2 separate regions of the Xenopus laevis genome follow, and region 1 is linked to region 2. Evidence: chromatin contacts called from public Hi-C data. All regions are on one chromosome and are shown on one strand. The core of a region is the stretch at or near the end of the contact, and the rest is flanking DNA. Distances in the headings are between cores, read along the strand shown. Region 1 has its middle 180 kb from the start of bcl11a.L. Region 2 holds the start of bcl11a.L (BCL11A, BAF complex component L homeolog).

Region 1 (3,379 bases), core at 743-3,242, 180 kb after region 2:
GGAAATGTCATGGGATCTGGTAATTTAAAGAGATTCTGTCATGATTTTTATGATGTAGTTTTTATTTCTAAATTACACTGTTTACAAAGCAAATAATTCACTCTACAATATAAAATTTCACTCCTGAACCAGCAGCCATCTCAGGTCATTTTGCCTAGTCTTGTGCTTTTCAGAAAGAGTCAGCACTTTAGGATGAAACTCCTTTCTGGCAGGCTTTTGTTTCTGCTACACAATGTAACCGAATGTGTCACAGTGGGACCTGGATTTTACTATTGAGTGCTGTTCTGAGATCTACCCAGCAGCTGTTATCTTGTGTTAAGGAGCTGCTGTCTCATTACCTTCAAATTGTTCTGTTGTTTGGCTGCTGGGGGCGGGGTGATATCACTCCAACTTGCAGTACAGCAGTAAAGAGTGATTGAAGTTTATCAGAGCAGAAGTCACATGACTGGGGGCAGCAGGACAACTGACAATATGTCTAACCCCATGTCAGATTTCACAGTTAAATATAAAACAATCTGTTTGTGTTTTGGATTTCAGTGCAGAATTCGGCTGGCGCAGCACTATTAACTGATGCATTTTGAGAAAAACTATTTTTTATCCCTTTAAGATAAATGTGCCTGCTTGGCCATAAACATCACCAAGATGAATCTCTTTGCTTGCCTTTCTGCTATGGCTGACTTTATATCATGTGCCTGAGTTTAGATCAAGTGCCAGGTAGTGAGAGACTCAAGCTGCTTGATGGCATAGATAGAAGGTTCAAATGGAAGCCTATGGGAACACAGGGGCAAGAAACCATCCAGGGCATAGATATCAAAGCAGTGCAATATTGAAACGCAAAGGACAGTTTTACTATAAAACGATTTTACATAAAAAGTACATTGATCTGTTTAAAACCCTCTTCTTTAACACCACCATTGGCACATGTTATTATTGGTCACTTTTATTAGAGAAACGTGTTAGAAATCAGTGAAAGTGAATGTGAGTTTAGTGTTACAGCCACAGTCACAAGTCCCCAGTCATGGAGCAGCAAAGCCATAGTAAGAACAGTGGTTGGGAGTCATCTAACAGATATAATTACATGAATTGCTCTCTCTTTACTCTGACTGTTTTTCCTTTCAACAGCCCTGACCCTTCAAACAGAGCCAGGGAGCCCCATTACCGCCAAAAATGGCATTTGTAACACAAGACAGTCCAAGTTACCTTTTGTTTGTATACTCGGCTTCGTGCCAGAGCTGTGTAAATTTTCGTGAGCTTGGGCTATTTTGCCAGAAGTCTGCAATGTGTCTGGACATGAACGAACACCCTTTTGTGAGGCCAGCCCTGACCAACCAGGAAGCTCAAGGAGAAAAAAAAGAGAGAGAAAAAAAAAACAACTCATTGCAGAAATTCTACAATAACCTACTTGTTTTACCTTTCCTCATTGCCATATTTACATTTTGATTTTCCCATGTGCCAGGGAGAGTGTTGTGTTTTTAGGGTAAACTGGAATCTGGTGGTTAAGGAAAGGGGAAATTAAACACATCCATAAACTTTTTAAATCCCTCTCTAATTCTTTTTTTTTTTTTTTTTTTCATTGTGGAAAGCTACTCAGCATGCTTACAGAAACATTCCGCCTGCTCCCTTGTGAATATATACTGTGAAAACATACCATGGCTCATGTGTAAAGAGGAACCGTGTTCAAATAAAAGCACAGTGAAGCCCAACAACAAGGTGAACATCCACTCCACTTTCCTCACTTATGTATGTATGCATGTATGCAATTCTCTCCATAATTAGTTGGAAGAAATAATGCTATTTAAAATGATAATAAAAAAACAGCAGACGTAGTAATTAGCCTAGGGCTGAATCTGCAGCCCCGCAGTGTCTTTTAAACACAGGAGAAGTTGGGAGATTCCATTTAAAGTTTTTATCTAACAATGTCACAGAGGAGCCTCCATATGATTTATGGATTCAGAGAAACTTTCAGTGCACTGTCTGCCATAGTTTCATGCAACACACTTACCCCCTCCACACACACATACATTCATGAGCATACCTTATTTTCACCTACTGAGAACAGTGAAAGGAACAGATATTATTGACATCTGCTGGTAGAATGTGGTATTGCAGCAAATGTGCTTATCTAGAAATTTTAAAGGGGAAATAAATCCTCAACAAAACAAAATTTCAGTTGCTCAGATGTTCTCCTGAATATTTCGCCAATTCAACTTTTTCCCTTCTACAAATCTCTACCTTTTTTCACCCCTAAGGCGTTGCTCATTCATCAATGAGACATTTTTGACAATCTGACCTGCATAGAGAACTTGAACATTCTAGGATGTTCTAGACCATCATTAATGAGTTACATATCATCTATCAGTTGAATGCAAATACTTACATGATATCATGATCAAAGAATAACAGATAGACTCATACAGTATATTTCATTGTATGATTTACATTCAGTCCCTATTGCCCTCAGAAAAGCATTGGTTATTAGGGCTCTGGGCTCAAAATGTATTGAAAGTGAATTGAAGGAATGCCGGTCATTGCTGACTCCAGCACTGCTCCCAGTTATATCGAGTTGGGTAGTAACTGGTGTCTACTTTTTGTCAGTGGACCAGTGGGTTCCATGAATACTCAGGAATCATCAAAGAATCATCAAAGAAGGCTGGTGCAAGCCTGGACCACACCAAATAGAAGTCAGATGGTAAACATTTTACATTTTATTTTCCATAATTAAGAACCAAGGTCTGATGCGTATCGTGTTTACCAATGACACTTAGTCATAGGCTGAACATTGAGTATTACATACAGAGTATTTAAAGGAGAAAGATCCAATGGGAAATGAGCAGGTGGAGCTCTCAAATGTACCAATGAGAATTTGCCGAAGGTCTGGGGTGTACAGTGGTAAGCCTCGCTCTCTTAATGTACTCCATACACTGGTTCTCTATCTTCATTATTTCTGTAAATACTCACCCAACACTTCTACCAACCTGTAACAAGGTGGATGCATAAACTGCCATTGTGGTTTCCAAAATATTTTTTTGTTTTCAAATATGCTGATGTCAAAATCTATCAAGGAATCCTTGAATTTTTAGGCATAAGGTAAATTGCTCTGCAGAACCTGAACAAACAATGTATCTCCCAGGTAAAATATTAAAGCTAAAGCTGTTTAGTTGCCTCACTCAGAGCTCCAGACCATTAGCTCCATCGACCTTGTACAGGGACAAACTGATGGCCTGTCCAATGGCTGTGGGGGAGATATCTATTGGGCAGGTCTATTATGATTCCGTTTTTGATCCAGGTAACAAATGATCAGATCAATCTGATTTGGCTCAGCACATGGGTGGTCACATTGGGTGAACAAAAGGATCCCGACAACTATGGCCAGCTTTAC
Region 2 (3,896 bases), core at 991-3,490:
ATATTGTGATAATAATTAATACAGAATTTGTGCACCCTTTGGGATTGGCAAAGGGTTTGTCAGAAAACACAAATGTGATTTACACTCAGTTTATGAAAGAAGCAAAGTGTGTATCCATTGCGTCTAGTGGCAGCCACGTTGATGCTGGGATTCTGGGAAAGGAACTGCATTATGGGTAAAGAAATAAAGACAAATTGCTTTGCATGTTTAAAAAAAAATTCTGGTGCGAAATCCACCGTCCACCCCTGCGGGTCTCTTCTCATTCACAACAGTACAAAGTGCTGCAAGTAAACCCACCTACCATTAGTGAAATTGCAGGTAAAGGGCCATTTTGATGGGGTTAATTGAAGACTAGTTCCTGTGACTCACATTAGTCAGTTGGAAATTACCCCCAGCAATAGACGGGGTTTTAGAGGCGCTTCTTTTCTACGAGTCACATTAGGAAAACTCCATGTGCCGCAGTCTTAGGGGAACATTACTGGAAGTCAAGTTACAAGTTCCCCTTTATTGGCCAGGTTTTATATTTCTAATTCCAAATATGCATTAATAATATCAGTGACACGTTAAAGCCCATCAAGACACAAAAAGCATTTAAGCAGAATGGACGGGAGGGGGGTAAAATAAATCAGGGGTGTGTAACCTGTAGCCCAACAACTATGGTGCTTTAACTACAGCTGCCAACAAATGCCCCTTTTTGCCCTGCCCTAAACCCAGCCAAGATGCCATCAGGGCAATTCAGTTGTTTTCCATAGACTTCAACAGACTTCCCTGCTGGCATCTAAGAGGTTAAATCGTGCACTTGAGTGAACTGCCATGCCCCTGCTGTCTCCTCATTGTGTGTCACTGGCCTGTGTGTGTGTCACTGGCCTGTGTGTGTGTATGTGTGTGTCACTGCTGGCTTGTGTATGTGTATGTGTATGTGTGTGTGTGTCACTGGCTTGTGTATCACTGGCCTGTGTGTCAGTGTCACTGACTTGTGTGTATGTGTCTCACTGGCTTGTGTATGTATATGTGTGTCACTGTGTGTGACTAGCCTGTGTGTATGTGTGTGACTGGCTTGTGTATGTGTGACTAGCCTGTGTGTATATGTGTGTCACTGGCTTGTGTATGTGTGTCACTGTGTGTGTCAGTGTGACTAGCCTATGTGTGTGTCACTGACTTGTGTATGAGTGTCACTGTGTGTATCAGTGTGAGTGTGAGTAGCCTGTGTATGTGTGTCACTGGCTTGTGTATGTGTGTCACTGTGTGTGTCAGTGTGACTAGCCTGTGTGTGTGACTGGCTTGTGTATGTGTGTCACTGTGTGTGTGTGTGACTGGCTTGTGTATGTGTGTCACTGTGTGTGTCCGTGTGACTAGCCTGTGTGTGTGTGTTGGTTACAGTGGGATCATGTTGATAGTGTAGCAGCAGCAGCAGCCCAGTGTATTGTATCCTCACCCACCCCCGGCCCTATCTATCGCGCAGCGCTGCACATTCCCGGAGACGCCTTCTAAACAAGTGCTTCTGCTAAATATTAATACCTGTCTTGTACCATCAGCGCCTTAGTCACTTCTTCCCGCAACAACTTCATAAACCACCCTCCCTGGTCTTGCGCTTTGCCTCGAACTTCCCTTCCCCACAGCCCTGGCGGCTCCTTCTTCACAGTTCCTTCTACTGGACCCATCAAGCACCATTCTCCTGACTGACCTCCCCAGCCCGTGTGTGTGTGTGTGTTTGTGGTGCCCCTCCGGACCATCTTATAACCCCGTGAGGTGATTCTTCTCCCGCGTTCTCTTTGCTTCTTGTACATTCACTCCCCCCCATGCTCTTTGGGATGGTCCGAGGCCCGTAGGAAACAGTGACTTTGTGAGTGTGTGACAGGGGGCTGTGATCTCTTAGCTCTGTGTTATCTCCACAGCGGGATCACATTCCAGCTCTCGCCTTATTTCTTTTCCCCCCTCTCCCTTTCAATCAGCAGCAGCAGCAGCAGCTTGTGTGTAGCCCTCCCCTCCCCCTTGTAACCGTGTGTGCCCTCATTGCCACCCCCCTCTCCTTCTCATCACTGGCCATTGGCTTTGCCCGGGTCTCATTTTCCTGTCCAGCCCCTTATGAATGTCCATTGGTTTTGCCTTCCCTCCTCCCCTTCTCTCCCACTGGCCCTGCCCATGTTTTCTATGTCTCTGTCCATCCAGCTCCTGACGTTCAAGTTTGCAGGGACGTCACGTCCGCACTTGAACTTGCAGCTCAGGGGGGCTTTTGCCATTTTTTTCATTTCTCTCCTTCTCTATCTCTCTCTCGCTCACTCTCCTTTTTTTCACCCCCCTCTAAAAAAAAAAAAAAAAAAATGTCATGACGGCTTGTCCCACAATTCATCTTCCCCGCACCATCTTTGTATTATTTCTAATTTATTTTGGATGTCAAAGGCATTTGATGAAGATATTTTCTCTGGAGTCTCCTTCTTTCTAACCCCGCTCTCCCGATGTGAACCGAGCTCTCACGAGCCACCCACCGACCAACATGTCTCGCCGCAAGCAAGGCAAGCCGCAGCACTTAAGCAAACGGGAATACTCACGTAAGTAGCTCGCCCGATCCCCACTCTTACCTGCTCACACACACACAGCTGCCCACAGCTTCACTGCAAAGGTGATAGCACCAGAAAACCACTCACAACAAACGAGGGCAGGGAAATCAAAGAATCTTCCTGACTTTCAGCCTCTCGTGTCTTCAGAAGTAGACTGCAAAATACTTTTTCTTTGCAGAAAAAGAAGGAAGATTCTGGCAGGGGGGATTAAAACCCCAAATCTTGCAGAGACACAGAGAGAGGGAGGTGAGAGTGGACATAGAGCAGGGATCATGCAGATAAAAGAAATAGTAAGGTCTTTCTACTTCTTCTTTTAATTGAACTTGAAAGCAATCACCCACAAGGTGTAAGGTTTAGGAAGAGATGGGTGCTTTTTTTTTTTTTTGGCTTGCTGCAGACATGAGGCATTGCATGCTGTCTAGGCTGCTCTATGAACTCCGTGCTGCAAGAGGGAATCTCCTCTGTGGCCGCTGTTGTTTTTCCCCTTCCAAAGAAATCTCATTCTTCTTTCAAAACTTTTTTTTCTTCTCCTTCTCCTCCTTCACCACCGGCAGAGGAAATCCCTTCCTTTTCCCCCTCTCTTTCTCTTTCACTCGCTCTCTCTCTTTCTCTCTCTCTCTCGCTTACTATTTTTTGGAAGATTTTCAAAAAAAAAAAAAAAAAAGTGGAAGTGGATTTTGATTGGGAAAAATCTCGTGTCTGAATGTTTACAAGCACCGCGTGTGCAGAGCCTCCTGCCAACAACTGAGGACAGGAAAAGCAAAATAATCTCCAGAAAGAAAAGAAACGCACACACACACTCGCATACACACACACACACACAAAAAAAGCAATGAAGAGGTAGCTCGGCCGTGAAAGAATTCAAATTGTCTGTCACTTTGTGACTCTGAAAAGGTTCTCGAAGCAAGCTGTCGTGTCGTTTGACTTTTGGTGCGGAGCACCTTTCGCCGCTTCGAGTAAAAAATAAATAAATAACGTGTGTGAACGTACAGGGCAGATTTCCTTGGTCAGATCTGAATAGGTTCCAGACTCATTTATGTCATCTATATATCCATATTGTCACGACATTAATGTATTGTGGTGAAAAATGTACTTCTTTACATCTTTTCTCGTTGTTGCTAATCATAGATTCCCCATGACACCTTTCTCTCATTCCATAAATCTATTCGACCCCTTCAGGTACCGGCCTGACCGGAGGTGAAAGTCATTTTACCTGTCGTTTTTTCGCATTTGGATCATTTTGTTGTGCTTCAGTTCAGATTCTGTTTCCTTTTGTCTGTTAACGCTTTTTATAAATGTAGATATTAGCAACTTATCGCATTCACAATGCAGGATAGC

Evidence for each region. A called contact is a pair of places that touch in the nucleus more often than the background predicts.
Region 1: a Hi-C map of the XL177 cell line shows a contact between it and region 2, with 4 times the contacts expected there. The contact joins the enhancer-like site here to the promoter of bcl11a.L in region 2. A contact is called at or near these places in 3 of 4 Hi-C or Micro-C datasets (the XL177 cell line, the XTC cell line and animal cap).

What each region holds. Positions count from the first base shown.
Region 1 is chr5L:33,182,354-33,185,732 of Xenopus_laevis_v10.1, forward strand. No RefSeq gene overlaps it. Among protein-coding and RNA genes, the nearest start is that of bcl11a.L, 180 kb to the left of the region's middle. Within about 2 kb of position 1,993, at least 1 of the 7 cell types and tissues checked has an H3K27ac peak or open chromatin away from gene starts, as enhancers often do.
Region 2 is chr5L:33,001,382-33,005,277 of Xenopus_laevis_v10.1, forward strand. bcl11a.L (BCL11A, BAF complex component L homeolog) reads left to right here and starts at 2,241. Exons shown (of 4, transcript NM_001089877.1): 1 at 2,241-2,549. The coding sequence starts at 2,495.